Regions from separate parts of the Mus musculus genome. Here all the other regions are linked to region 1. A link is a contact called in public HiCAR-type and HiChIP or PLAC-seq data. All regions are on one chromosome and are shown on one strand. The core of a region is the stretch at or near the end of the contact, and the rest is flanking DNA. Distances in the headings are between cores, read along the strand shown.

What was found. HiCAR-type assays count read pairs that join an accessible place to other places. HiChIP or PLAC-seq counts read pairs in DNA pulled down with a chosen protein or histone mark.
Region 2: a contact with region 1 is called in a HiCAR-type map of astrocytes, with 2.2 times the contacts expected there. The contact joins the promoter of Sdcbp here to the promoter of Tox in region 1. A contact is called at or near these places in 2 of 115 datasets of contacts at active chromatin or transcription factors (astrocytes and memory CD8 T cells) and 1 of 9 other capture datasets (adipose tissue).
Region 3: a contact with region 1 is called in an H3K4me3 HiChIP or PLAC-seq map of the SCID.adh cell line, with 4 times the contacts expected there. The contact joins the enhancer-like site here to the promoter of Tox in region 1. A contact is called at or near these places in 13 of 39 promoter capture datasets (the 3T3-L1 cell line, the C10 cell line, the HPC-7 cell line and 9 more), 4 of 484 Hi-C or Micro-C datasets (CD4 T cells, cerebellar granule neurons, cerebral cortex and 1 more), 14 of 115 datasets of contacts at active chromatin or transcription factors (the SCID.adh cell line, SST interneurons, T-cell acute lymphoblastic leukemia and 11 more) and 4 of 9 other capture datasets (adipose tissue, embryonic stem cells, liver and 1 more).
Region 4: an H3K4me3 HiChIP or PLAC-seq map of forebrain shows a contact between it and region 1, with 9 times the contacts expected there. The contact joins the enhancer-like site here to the promoter of Tox in region 1. A contact is called at or near these places in 11 of 39 promoter capture datasets (the 3T3-L1 cell line, the C10 cell line, the HPC-7 cell line and 8 more), 7 of 484 Hi-C or Micro-C datasets (CD4 T cells, cerebellar granule neurons, cerebral cortex and 3 more), 15 of 115 datasets of contacts at active chromatin or transcription factors (the SCID.adh cell line, SST interneurons, T-cell acute lymphoblastic leukemia and 12 more) and 3 of 9 other capture datasets (adipose tissue, liver and pancreatic islet).
Region 5: a contact with region 1 is called in an H3K27ac HiChIP or PLAC-seq map of thymic regulatory T cells, with 13 times the contacts expected there. The contact joins the enhancer-like site here to the promoter of Tox in region 1. A contact is called at or near these places in 8 of 39 promoter capture datasets (HPC-7-derived erythroid cells, cranial neural crest, embryonic stem cells and 4 more), 9 of 115 datasets of contacts at active chromatin or transcription factors (DN3 thymocytes, SST interneurons, acute myeloid leukemia and 6 more) and 1 of 9 other capture datasets (liver).

Annotation. Positions count from the first base shown.
Region 1 is chr4:6,989,555-6,992,140 of GRCm38.p6, forward strand. Tox (thymocyte selection-associated high mobility group box) reads right to left here and starts at 1,282. Exons shown (of 9, transcript NM_145711.5): 1 at 836-1,282. The coding sequence starts at 937.
Region 2 is chr4:6,364,387-6,366,972 of GRCm38.p6, forward strand. Sdcbp (syndecan binding protein) reads left to right here and starts at 1,294. Exons shown (of 9, transcript NM_001098227.1): 1 at 1,294-1,373.
Region 3 is chr4:7,601,860-7,604,445 of GRCm38.p6, forward strand. All of the region lies in intron 3 of Gm33752 (a long non-coding RNA gene), which reads right to left. Among named protein-coding and RNA genes, the nearest start is that of 8430436N08Rik, 42 kb to the left of the region's middle. Within about 2 kb of position 1,287, at least 7 of the 459 cell types and tissues checked have an H3K27ac peak or open chromatin away from gene starts, as enhancers often do. A contact at or near this core is called in the SCID.adh cell line, double positive thymocytes and regulatory T cell precursor, where this site is marked.
Region 4 is chr4:7,579,793-7,582,378 of GRCm38.p6, forward strand. It overlaps Gm33752 (a long non-coding RNA gene), which reads right to left. Exons shown (of 4, transcript XR_390374.3): 4 at 1,798-2,033. Among named protein-coding and RNA genes, the nearest start is that of 8430436N08Rik, 20 kb to the left of the region's middle. Within about 2 kb of position 1,294, at least 42 of the 459 cell types and tissues checked have an H3K27ac peak or open chromatin away from gene starts, as enhancers often do. A contact at or near this core is called in SST interneurons, cortical neurons, embryonic basal ganglia and 5 more, where this site is marked.
Region 5 is chr4:7,533,194-7,535,779 of GRCm38.p6, forward strand. No RefSeq gene overlaps it. Among named protein-coding and RNA genes, the nearest start is that of 8430436N08Rik, 26 kb to the right of the region's middle. Within about 2 kb of position 1,303, at least 10 of the 459 cell types and tissues checked have an H3K27ac peak or open chromatin away from gene starts, as enhancers often do. A contact at or near this core is called in thymic regulatory T cells, where this site is marked.

The DNA.
Region 1 (2,586 bases), core at 32-2,531:
AATACCTTTCCGCTGTCCTGTGTGGCCCAAGTCAGCAGACTATGATGTAGCCCAGCCAGGGACCCTGCTTCAGCCAGGCAAAGAGCGTCGGAGCTTTACACTTGAATGCAAAGCGCTAGCTTGGCTTCCTGTAAACTTGCTATTTCCACACCCCACACCCCCCAAACGAGATCTGTTCCCCCAAATCATAATGCGACTAGCCCACAGCGTCCTGGTCTCGAGGGCCAGCGTCCGAACTCCAGTTCGGCGGCCGGAACAGAAAACAAAAGAGTTACAGAATAATTTTCACGGTGTGGGAACGCCGGATCCTCCGGGGTCCCTGCACCCCGACTCCTAGCTGCTCCTCTGGCAAGTGATCCGGAGCAAGGAAGCGATGCCACGAGCCCCCGCTGTCCAAGAAAGGGAGGGAGAAGAAGGAACTAGAATATAAACTGAATTCTCCTACTCTGCCTCAGTTCCCAGACCCCAGACACACCCCCAAAGTATTCCGTGGGTTTTCTCTCTCGATCTCTCGCTTTTTTTTTTTTTTTTTTAAATGTCTCCCGGCAAACCTAAGCAGGGATCCTTAGTGGCGAACAGCAGGAAGGAAAGAATCCGAGCAAATCGTGTCACTTTCCGCACAATCGCGTTGTTTGGCAAACCCCCGGAGCTGCTCCACAATATTTACTACCCGAGCGCACGCAGCGCCGCCGCGGGCTGCGACCGAGCGCGCCCGGGACGGGCCTCTGCGAGCCGGCCCAGTCCGCCCAGCGGGCCCCATCGCGGTCCAGCCACCGCTGCCCCCCTCCCGGGATCGAGCCGCCAGAATCGGTGCAGACAAAAGCAGAGTGTTCACCTTGTTGCAATAGTAGGGGTCCAGGCAGGGAGAAGGTCCCAGACAAGGAGCGGCGGGCGCAGCAGCGGGCTGGGCTGGAGGAGGATAAAATCTTACGTCCATTTCACTCTCACATCAAGCAACTCCTTTTCTTTTCCTTTTTGAAAAAAAAAAAAAAAAAAAAAGTGCTCAGAAAAAAAAAAAAAAGCTCAGACGGAACAGAGAGGCGTCTGGGCTCAGGAGTAAAAGAAACACCTTCCTTCCCTCACATCCGTTTGTGGTTTGTTTAAGAAGAGGAAGAAAAGAGAGAGAGAAAAGAGAGAGAGAGGAAAAAAAAAACAGAGGGTGGAAAAGCGCTCAACTCTCCCCCCCAAGCCGTGGCGCGCACCCGTCCACACCGAGCGCGCAGCCTGCCTGGTCCGCTCGGCCCCGGCGCTGTCGGCCCGCCGCCGCCGGGCAGGTAACTTCACGCGCTCATTGTCCCCCCCGCCCGCCGCCCCATCCCCGCCTCCCGCGCCCTTCGCCGCCCGGCACTCGCGCTCGGGCTCGGGGTACTGGGCGTTTTATTGGAGACTCTGCCTTGCTTTGCTTTTAGTTTTTCTCCACGTTAGAGGCCTGGGATGGGGGAGTGATGGAGTGTGTGTGGTGTTGCAGGGGAGATCAAGATCGGAGGACACTAGTGCCCCGGACCGGCGGGGTGCCGACAGAGGCTGGACGCGGCCCAGAGGGTACAGTTGGGGACCGAGAACCAGGCGAGGGACAAACGCAGAAGAAGGGAATGCGGCTCGATCAGTAGTGGCGGGACCCCGGGCAGCGTCAGTGCCCCAGTCAGCACCCCCGGGTGGGTGCCATGGAGGTGGATACAATCACACAAAGGGGCTGGAGAGACTGAGCAAAGGCTGACTGGGGCACCGTGGGGCTCGCACAGCAAGGGGGCGCTGTGGCGCACCCCCGCCCAGCACCCGCAGCCCCACCCCCGCCCCACCCCATTCTTTGAGCCCCCCACCACTTACTCCTGCCCGCTAGCTGCACTGCCAACCTCTGCCCCGCGCGGGAGGTAGAGGAGAGGCTGTCTTGTGGCGCTGCTCGGGAGCCTGCAGGGAGCGCAACCTCTGCCCCATTCTAGTGTGCAGCTGACCAAGGGACCCCAGTTGATCTCTGTGCGAGGAGCGGTGCTCCTGGAGTTAGTGCTCAGAGAGCCTCGGCATTCGGCTTTGGTTCTCAGTGGGAGGGTTTGCAGAGGCTGAGCCTGCCCTTGCGGGACTAGCAAAAAAGACTCCAGGGGTGCTTAGAAGGGTAAATAAGGAAACAGTTATCAGCACACCATGCGCTACAGGGAACACATCTGGGCTAGTTACTTGCCTCTTGGAATTATACTTTCACTGTTGGATTCCCAGTAGCACTCTTGGAGCTCCACTGCCCACCCCAACCTTCACGAATCAGCTGTCTGCTTCCCTGGGCTCTCTTTGTTGGTAGGATAAAGATATCATCCATATTTTGCTTTACTTCGTCAACCCCAAAAACTTGCAATATTGTGTCCCCTGGCATCTGGGAGAGTTTTGGGACCCTGATGACTGTCCAGCGGACATCTTACGTTCTCCCTGAGAAAGACTTTAGAGAGAAGTTAATATAGGGGTGGGCAATGTTTACCTTTCAAGGGTGAATTCCTGATTGCTTCACACCTTAGGGGCCTAAGACCCTGTAAAAAAGTGGAAAATTCATGTCCACAGGTATCTGTTTCTGGCGTCAAAGAATATATGGAAACAGTCTTG
Region 2 (2,586 bases), core at 44-2,543, 630 kb before region 1:
TCTTTGTGTAGCCCTGGCTGTCCTGGAACTCACTCTGTAGACCAGGCTGGCCTCGAACTCAGAAATCTGCCTGCTTCTGCCTCCCAAGTGCTGGGATTAAAGGCGTGCACCATTTTACAGGACAGAGGAAGTCATCAGTCAAGGCAAGCTTACAATACATAGGCGCTTACTTCAGAGAGGCAGGACAAGGCAGTGGGGGTGAGGTTCAGGGAACCTTTCTGTAAGACGCAAGGTGTTTTCTGGTGGCATTCTAAGCATTTGGATTGGTAGAAGCTAGTTGCCTGCTAATTCAATAGATTCTAAAGACCTGTTGTTTATTGTCACAAGATGTTAGTTTAGACACAGGGAAACAAGGAATGGCTGTTCTGGAGGGCCAGGATTTAGCCCAAGATATGGTGATCTTCCTCTGGACTTTCGACATTCCAACCTATTTATTTCCACAGCATGAAATTCTAATTAGGAGTTTTCCTTCACACAGATATTCATTCAACTAGGCTTGTAGCTAAGTATTTTATCTTGATATATTTTTAATATTCAATTCCAATTGCTCATTTCGTGCAGATAGGAAAGTAATTGACTCGTGTGTATATTAACCGTGTATCGTAGCAACCTTGCTGTAGCTGCTTATTCTGCTTACTGGTGTTTATTTTCTCTTTGTTTACATAGATAATCTTGCCAGCTGTGAATAGAACTGTATTTCTTCCTTTTCCATCCCGTAACTCGTTTTACAAGTTGTTCATCAGTTAAGCCATATTCTCCCTGGAGCATCACATTTTCATTCCTCTTGTCATGTAATGCTTATTGTTTTACCAGAGATAAAATTTCAAATGACTGTGATGATGAATAATTTAGATAGACAATTGCTTGCATGCCAATGATGTCATATACTGTTACTAGGAAATGGCCTCAGCCATGGACTGGTGTAGATATTGTCAGTTTCACATATTCATGTACACCCCAAACATCTGGATTCCCCTATCAGCACCATCAACTCTCAGAAAGCACATAGTCCGTGTTTTTAAGATTAGAATGTGGGTTTTATTTATTTCAGGGTGTGTGTGTGTGTGTGTGTGTGTGTTCAACACCGAGAGTAACAGTCAGCAGCCAATGAGCATTCGTTCTGGGAACAAAGGGTAGTAAAAGGCGGCGGGGGCTGCCAGGGAACCGAGGCTGGAGCCGGGAGTTGGGAGGATTTCGTAGAGGGAGGGTGGGCTGGTGGTCGCTCGGGCTGTGCCGCGTTGTCATGGGGACGGCGCGTGCGCCTGCGCCTGCGCGGCGGAAGGCGGGGGCGGTGATGACGCGCAGGGCGGGCCCCGAGGTTCGGTTGTGTGGAGCTGGAGCGGGCAGCAGGAGCGGCGCGGTCCTCGGGGCAGGTGAGTGGCCGCGGGGGTCCCGGGCCCCGGCAGGTCTCGGAGCTGGTCCGGCGCTCTGCTTCGGGCCCCGGGTGGGTCTGGCCGGGTCCTCGCCCGCACTCGGTGGCGTCCTCAGCGGCTTCCGGACGGCTGGCAGGGCGCGACGGACCGGAGGTGACAACGGTTAGCTGCGGAGCCGCTGCTCTGGAAGGGGGCAGGGAGGGCCAGGGCTTGCAGCGGGGTGTGTGCACCAGGAACGGTCTCCGGAGGTCTGGTGACTCAGATCTCCTTGGAGGATTTCCTTCTAATACGGGGCGGAGGGAGGCGTACAGACGTGGAAAGTTTCCAGTTTCAGAAGTGCAGTTATGGAGCCGTGGAGTGTGTGGGATCGTTTGTTGTATTCGTCCTATCTTCGACACATAGCTTTTTTTTTTCTTGTTTTGTTTTGTTTTCCATTAGGTAAATTACTTAGAAAGTGTAGAGTTTTAAATTCTTAACACGCACGCTTTACACCGAGAACAAATGTTTAAGAACGAAAGTTATATTGAAAATAGCTGCTGCCCTGGTCAATTGTCTTACTTTTGAAATGTCAAGGTGATATAGTTCAGCAGATTTGTACTCTCATTTTCCCGATGTGAGGATAGGACAAAGCAGAAAATATGCCTTTTCATCCTGTTAACAACTTAGGTCCTTAAACTGGTAGGTCTTAAGTGGTACGTAAGTATTACTGATCAGATGACTTGCACCAGGAAATAAGGAAATGGAATGACGAGAAGGCTCAGTAAACAATTACTCCATTATAGCCAGAGTCACTTAACTTTGGAAGCAGATTTTAGCTGTGCTGGATCTATTAAAGAGGATTTAAAAATCATGAACAAGAAAGGGCTGATTAAGATTTTGATGCACTTTTGAATTAAGCAGCCCTTTAAAATGAGCACGGCTCACCGACTTCCCCCCATTTTTGCCACTTTCTCTTAGGTAGTAAACATCCAGAGACTGTAAAAGACACCCACACACTTTAAAATACTTATACATTTAATAATCGTTCTCCTTGTACTTATTAATTGCCAAATGTTGCAACACTTACTGAAAATTTTAGCTTTTAAGGATGTAATTAGTAAACATATGGCTCAAAATTTTAAGCATTTAAAATGTAGAGCATACAGTATAAAACCTCCCCTGTGCTTGGCATAGGCTTTGGTTGTGCCCACCAGCCAGCCATATTTCCTCTGGC
Region 3 (2,586 bases), core at 37-2,536, 610 kb after region 1:
TCCTGAAGCAACATAGAATAGCACCTGCAACCAACCGCAGATGATTTGGGATCCATTGTTTTTATCAGGGAAACACATACAGGTATGCAGAACTATGCCACCTCAGCCAGTTAGATTACAGCACTGTCCTTCTCAACTCAAAGTGACATTAGCAATAAATCACACTGCCAAGATACTCTTATCTGTTCAAACGGGTACAACGTGAAGGCCCAAGCATGCAGCATAAAAAACCATTTACAGTGTTGTAACAATCAATGACAGACTGCTTTTCTAACACGTGAAAGCCCTGAGTTTGATGTAAACATTCATATTGAGAAAGGCATTTTAAGATCTCACATTTTCTCCCCCAGGGGCTGAGTGAATGCCAGTCTTGAAGTTAGGCCTTTCTTTGAAATCGGTAGAGGATAAGCAAATAGGACCAGAGAGGTTAACCTTCTCTGCCCCTTTTCCTCTCTTTTAAACTCTCCTGCCTTTCTTTTTCTGTCCAAGTGTAGTATTTTCTTCTGTTTCTAATCCTTTATTCCTATTCATGCATTTTCTGCTACCAGTAATTCTATATGAAATTATAGAAAGAATTCCCATTTAATCAAGTGTAAATATGTTCAAAATTAATTACAGAGACTCTCAGTTCCACCAAAATGGAGCTGAAAATCACTGTTTCATTTAATTTTTGAAGCCCTGGGGGAAACCTCAACAAAGAAATACAACAAGGAATTTCTAAACTTCTTATGGAAGTTGGAGAAAGAGTAGTGGCTGCCTAAGGACATCAAGACTTGGGAAACCCCAAGCCAGTAAAACCTATGCCTATCCCTGTGTTTTAGTAGTCCCTTCTATGTATATCTCTGAGCTATGTACATTACCAGTGAAAAAATATTCAAAGAAAAGCCATTGTCCAGAAGCCATGAGACTCACTAACATGTAGCCTAAAACCAGAAATTCTTGGTTTTAGCCACAGCCATACCACTTTCTATCAAAAGCCAAGACAAAGGTCCCCTCTCTCTACCTCATCCTTAACCAGCACACACACACACATCATTATCAGGGGTTCAGGAAAATTGATCTGGAATTTGGAAGGAAGTCTTCCAGCCTACCACCAGGACAGAAGGAAGCAGCTGATAGGCTCCTCTAGAACTCTGTGCTAAATCACCTGTCTGGACTGGACACAAAGGATCACCCTTCCTTCCTCAACATGCTCTCAATGTGCACAAAAAGACAACTGAACATCTAGTCCTTGCCTGGCAATCAGGTGTGCTTCAAAACCACAGTTAGTATCTAGAGATAAGCAGAGGATCCTCCTGCCTTAGTAGTAAAATGAGAAGGAAGGCAGCAAGGGGAAGAAGATGCTGTCACCACTGTACTGTGTTCTTTATCTGTGAATAAACCTTCCAAACAATCATAAAACAATGGGAAATGGAACAGAAATCAGCTAAACAATATGTGGTCAAAGAAAAATAGCTCAGTATTTACTAAAAGCAAATTTAAAAACTTAAAAATGGAAATATTCTAAACTATGTCATATACACCCAACAGGATAGTAGAAAACAGCTTTGAAGTACTAAGCTATACAGAAGAGAGACCTCAAAACAAAAATTCTAGTTCCTACATCAATACACTAGAGTAAGTAGAGCTAACCAGGCTGAGTGAGCAGAAAGAAGGAAATGTGGTAAAAAGGAAAACATCAATGGCATTTAAAACAATGAAAAATGTAATGAAACAAAAACCTGCTTCTTCAGAAAAGCCAATAAAATTGAGAAGCCTCTAGCAAGACTGATGAAACATTAAGACAGAAGGTATGAAGTTCCAGTTTGAAGAAAGAGCAGAGGATATACTATGGATTATTCAGCTATTAAAGAAATGATCACTAGATATGATGAAATGCTGTATAATAATAAGTGCAACAATTTAAAATAAATGTACCAAGTTCCTAAGAAGAACAGGGCATAGAAATTCAGCCAAGATGAAAGAGGTAACCTGAATAGCTTGTTATTTCAAAATTGAATTTATATTTAAAATCGAGCTCTTAGAAATCTTTCGTAGTAAATGATACTCCTACAGAATTTTTCCAGGCATTTAAATATTAACATCAATTTTACAAACCTCTTATATTAATATGTAGAAATAATAGTGCTGGTAAACTTCATGGAATCAATATTATAATCAGACAAAAAGAAAGCTGCCACCAAATTAATCACAAACTGCACAATACAGAATCAGCAAATCCAGTTTAGCAACGTAGACAAACAATCATACGTCATGACCTAATGAGATTTCTTTAAGTTATACAGACTAGCTCAGCGTTAAACAGTCAACAAGGCCATCAGCAGATGCCGAGGATGAGGGGACACAGATTCGTTAGCAGTTGACACAGAAGAAAATTTTGTGATTTTTTTTTAAGAGTCAGAAACATCACCAAATCAGAAGTTTTATTTTTCAGTGTTTTTCTTTAAACACAGTTAATATTTAAAATTGCTCCTCTAAAATTTGGAACATACTATTCAATATACAATAAAAACTAAAGACTATACTGGAAAGAAAAAATTTTGAATAAGCATAGATGAGAAAAGCTGGGAGAAGGAATTCTTATCG
Region 4 (2,586 bases), core at 44-2,543, 590 kb after region 1:
GGGCATCAGTCACATAAGTGTCCCCACTGGTAAAGACAAAACAAATTACAAAGTGAAATCAATATACTACAGTGGCTCTCCTATAACACTAAATACTGAGCCAATCAACTTCAAAACCACATCCCCTAATTTTTACAAATTTATTTATGCCAGAAGGGGTAGAAAAGTATCAGAAGGAGATCAGTTCCCTCTCTTCTTGCCCATACACTAAGGTTCTGAGACTTCTTCTGCACGCCACCTTGCTGAACAGCGTCCACCTCATTCCCATGAGGACTGGCAATCATTGGCTCACTTTACCCCTATGTTTTGCATGTAAGAAGCTCACCATTTCTTTTTCCTTTAATATGAAGTATTTATTGTGTTCACCTCTGTTTGAATTACTTTACAAGGCAAGACTAGATGGAGCTGTTAAAAACCCACATACAGAGAACATTGAATACTCTTCTTTGGGCAATTTCCTAATTAGCCTCTCCTTTTAACTTTAATAATGACATTCTTCAAGTCAGCAGCTGCCTAGTCTGTAGTTCCATAGATAATGCTTCAGCACCTTTGTTTATTGGCCTTGACCTTGTTCTTCTAACCTTGACTGTCTAGCCTTCATCATCTGCTGATTAATTTTGGTGTTGGACCAACATCGTCATGGGAAATGTAAGCATGGTTCTAGTTACTGATTTTGAGGCCATCTTTGGAACATCACATGACTGTAAACAAGGTGTTTTCGATGATCTCACTGGTCTATTTGGGGATTAGACTGAACCCTCAGTAGAACAAAACAGTCTGTTAAATGTTTTACAAGGTCTTTGATCACAGAATTCTGACTTACTACCTTTGGAGTTTGTCTTGTGTCAAAGACCTGGGCCCCAGTAAGGTAAATGGAGAAAGCAAAAGCTTAATAATCTCCCGAGTAAGCTCCGAGCAGCCTCCTCCATGATGGTTCCTAAGATCCTCGGTAGATATTATCCTGCTGGGGTTACTGGGACAATGAAAAGAAGAGGAGCCATCATTACTGTGCGACGGAAGATTTCTTGTGTGTGTGCGTGTAAATTATAAATATTACTTTTCTCCCCACCTTCAGTTTTTAAAATGTGGTTTCACATTTCATTTAATGCTAAATGGTTCATTGCATAGAGTCGCAACTCAGTTCTCTTATTACAGTGTTATCTTTCACTTTGTCAAAATATGTCGACTTGATAAGAAATCTGACAGAAGTTGCTTATGATGGGATCGCTAACAGCCATCAGTTTCTCTCTAGCAAATGAAACTGTAACCATGGTGACGGCCTTTTTTTTTGCCAGAATGAAAATGAGACAGCACTCTGCTGCAGCCATTAGCAGAATACACAAATGTCCCTTAAGGCAAACATCTAAAGCAAATGGACTGCAAAGGAAGGAGCACTAATTTCTATTTATTTAGGATTTGTAAACCTAGCAGAGCAAGATATTAACAAAGGAACAAACAAAGACAGCTTTAAAACTCCCTGCTGCTTGCGTTTTTCCTTCTGGTTTGTGAAACTCCTCTTCTCAAACCTAGAAACCTTTGGTCTGATTCCCCTACTCTGGTGTTAAATAATACCAGCAATGTGCCTTTGACACTACCCCTGGATATTCCATGGGCTTTCATTCTCCCCTTGTGTGAAGAGGAAAAAGAAACTTAATCTAGTAGAAAAGGTACTTTAAATGATAAAGAGTTGCTCCTCCCCCCCCCCTTTTTTTAAGGTGCATTTTAGGGAAAACTATCAAAAAGTGAAATACAAGATGTCCCTTTTCATATACTTTAATTTTCAAAGAGGCACGTTCATTCTGATAAGGTGCATAGAAGCTGATAATAAGTCTATTCTAACACTATCAGCAATCAGCCGCAGACTGTCAGACCTTTCAAGTGTCACACGCCTCTCAGTGTCTTCTTATTCACCCTTAGTCCCATCTCTCTTGAAACTCCGCAGGGCATGCAGATATTCTCCTGACAGGCTCCGCATAGGTGAACGTTCTTCAGCCTTCTGCGAGACAAGAAGACTGTTTTCAGCTCTCTAGCACCTAAAACAAAACAGTACTTTAAAATGATGTCTCAGTCTGCCTCTTACTCTCTTCCTTAAAGATGCAGCTCCCTGGACTCCATCCTTCCTGCTTTCCTTCTTCATGGAATTATATTAACGATAGACAAAATTAATGTTTTTCAGTATTCCACTTAGTAAGCATACTGATTCTGCTAAAATATTTGTGCAGTTTAAAACCATGCTTTGATCCACAGAACAATGCGTGTTTTACAGAGTGCGAAAAGCTTCACAAAAGCCCATTTGTCTAGATATTAGGCCAGGATCCCTGCTGCCACCTCAGAAAGGAACAAAGTATTAAGATCATAGGAAGACATTTCTGTCAGGTTCTCACTGAGAATCAGAGGCAGCTGCCACTGAGATGTTGCTGTGGAAATCTGTGTCCGGAGCTACATAATTAACCTGTGGAATCATCTCTTATCAACTGCAGTGTAGATTCTCATTCCTGGAATGTCTCTTTCTTTGTTTTCAAGTTGCTTGCTTAAGTAAGTCATATCTGTAACATTTGTCTACCTTGTCAAATCTGAGTATCTGAC
Region 5 (2,586 bases), core at 53-2,552, 540 kb after region 1:
CTTTATTTCACTCAAAAGCATCAATGCCACATGCCATGCTGTAACAATGTAGTGTCCCATCAAGCATCATTGTTTGGGCAAGATTAATCCTCCAAATACTGGTGTTGATTCTATATTGGATATTTATAATTTATGCTAGTTATTTACTACATGAAAATATAAATATTTAGCGCTGTTGTGGCATGGGTAAATACAAGAGTTTTTGTGGACAAGTGTGGAATTTTGGCCTTATTATACTTTTTTCTCTAGGAATCATCTAATCTTTTTTCAAACTGTGGCATGCTTACTTGTTCAATAAAGATAATCACAACCTACTTCTTATAGTTTGTGTCAAAAGGAAAACAGAATTCTTTGTGTGACCATTGATTTTGTTATTGGTGAGTTACAAGGTCACAAAATGGCCAAAAGAATATTATAGGCAAAAAGGGGTTTTTCACTTTTAAATGTGGAAGGTTCTATTTAAAGTGTAGATACAAAAATATGAAAAGCTCTTGGTGATATCATTGTAATAACACGTTTTTTCCAAATGAGTCTGGGAAAAATTATAATGGGGGCCATTTTATGGCCCTATTGGAACTTGTCCTGATACAGTAGTGCTATCTCTCACATATTGGGAAATACCTTTCCATCATATGATCCCTTCTTTTAAATCAAGCTTTTCCACAAGGTTCCCCTTTCCTTTCTTAGAAGTGCATAAGAATTCATAAGATCTCAGTAACACGTAGACGTGAGAATATGGAAGGTGGTGTTTGTGTAAACTGTATTACTAAGGGTCAGGGCCCTGGAATTGATTCATATACTGCATGCTGCCTCAAGAGGATTTGCTCATATGTATTCAAGTCACAGCTGAGAAACATCAAATACTAAAATATTTGCACCACAAATGCAAGTCTAACACAAATATACAGGATTTAGATAAAAGAACAGAAAATCTACACTATCACTTAGTTTATTCCAATCATGTTCAATGATAATGGATTCTAAAAGTTATAGAGAGATGGAAGAAAAGTGACATATTGCTAGCATTATCCACCATTGTTCAGCAAATGTTTATTGAGTTATAACCAGCCCATTAGAGCAGTAGGACTAGCCTAGTAATATTTATGTAGATTCATTAGTATAGCTATTCCCTGATTTTACTGTGATACACACAGTTAAAATGTGATTTTATAAAAAAGCCAATGCACAGTGGCTCACAGCAGACTGTTAAGCGAGAAGCAGCAACAGTAGCTCCACCGCCTCAGCGCAAATGGCTTCTCTGCTTTTTGACAAAGGGGATTCAAGCAAGCAAACCTGCACGCCTACCAAAGCCACACCTCACCTCAGAGTGTGGTTTAAGAACTCATCAAAGCCATGCCTGACTCAACAGCAGCCTCTAAATCACAAACTGATTTAACTGGAGAATACAAATGTCTCCTGTACACAAACTATTCTACTCACTTTCACAACTCCCTGCAGGTGAAATGACTTTCACTGTCTTCACTCACACTGTGTCTGAGGCAGGCCTGATGGTGCACACTCTGGAAGACTGAGCCAAGCATATCTCAGGGCCAGCCTGTCTCAAAAGGAAGAAGGTAAAGAATATGTACAACTCCCCGGAATAAGAAGTACCTTCTATGTGGAGCAGGGGAGGCAACTCAGTAGTAGAATACTTCACAAATAAAGCCCTGAGAATGATTTTAGTAACAGAAAATCAAAAGGAGACAGACACAACCCAAAAAGTCAGAAGAGTTCCTTTAACTTTCTTGTATCCATTTTATTTTAAAGATTTAATTCTATTCATTAGTTGATAAATAGACTTATATTTATTAATTTAAATTAAAATGTTAGTAGACACCTATAACAAACCCAATATTAATAATTTCATGATAGATTTTAAAATCCAGAATTCTCTGTGACCACTAAATTAGCTATATTTTAGTTGATGATTATAATTATAATTTTTTGGTCTTTGAAAATTATAATATTTTCAATTAAACAAGAAAGCACTCGACTTTTCCTGATTACAGTGTATCATTGATATCTCATACAATATTTCAGTCTCATAAATAGGTCTTATAAATCCCTAAAAGGACACTACTTTGTCTCAGAGTACAACGCAAGGAGGACATTTACTCTGCCAAACTACTTTTTCAACTATCTTACAAATAGTAACAATCAAAGCCCCTTTTAGTCCTAAAACAAACAATAAACTAGTCAAGCCCCTGTCTGCAGCTGTTCTTATGACACTTGAGTGGGTAGAGAATGGATGGAATGTTTTCCAGGGCCAAAAAGAGGGAGTGGGTGGGTTGGGGACCAGGGTGGGGGGAGGGTATAGGGGACTTTCAGGATAGCATTTGAAATGTAAATGAAGAAAATATCTAATAAAAAAATTGTTAAAAAAAAGAATGACTGAAATGTGTTGTATTCTGTTAATGCGTTTCCTAGTAATGAAAGAGTTGTAATTATTTTAGTGAAAACCACAATAAATTCTATTATGTTTTTATGATAGTAAGCTCTTCCATCTAAACAGTGTTATTCTTCTTGTTTTGTCTGCTTTTCCATCTTAGAAGGGAAATTGTCCTTAAAACTAGTAAATGAGGCACT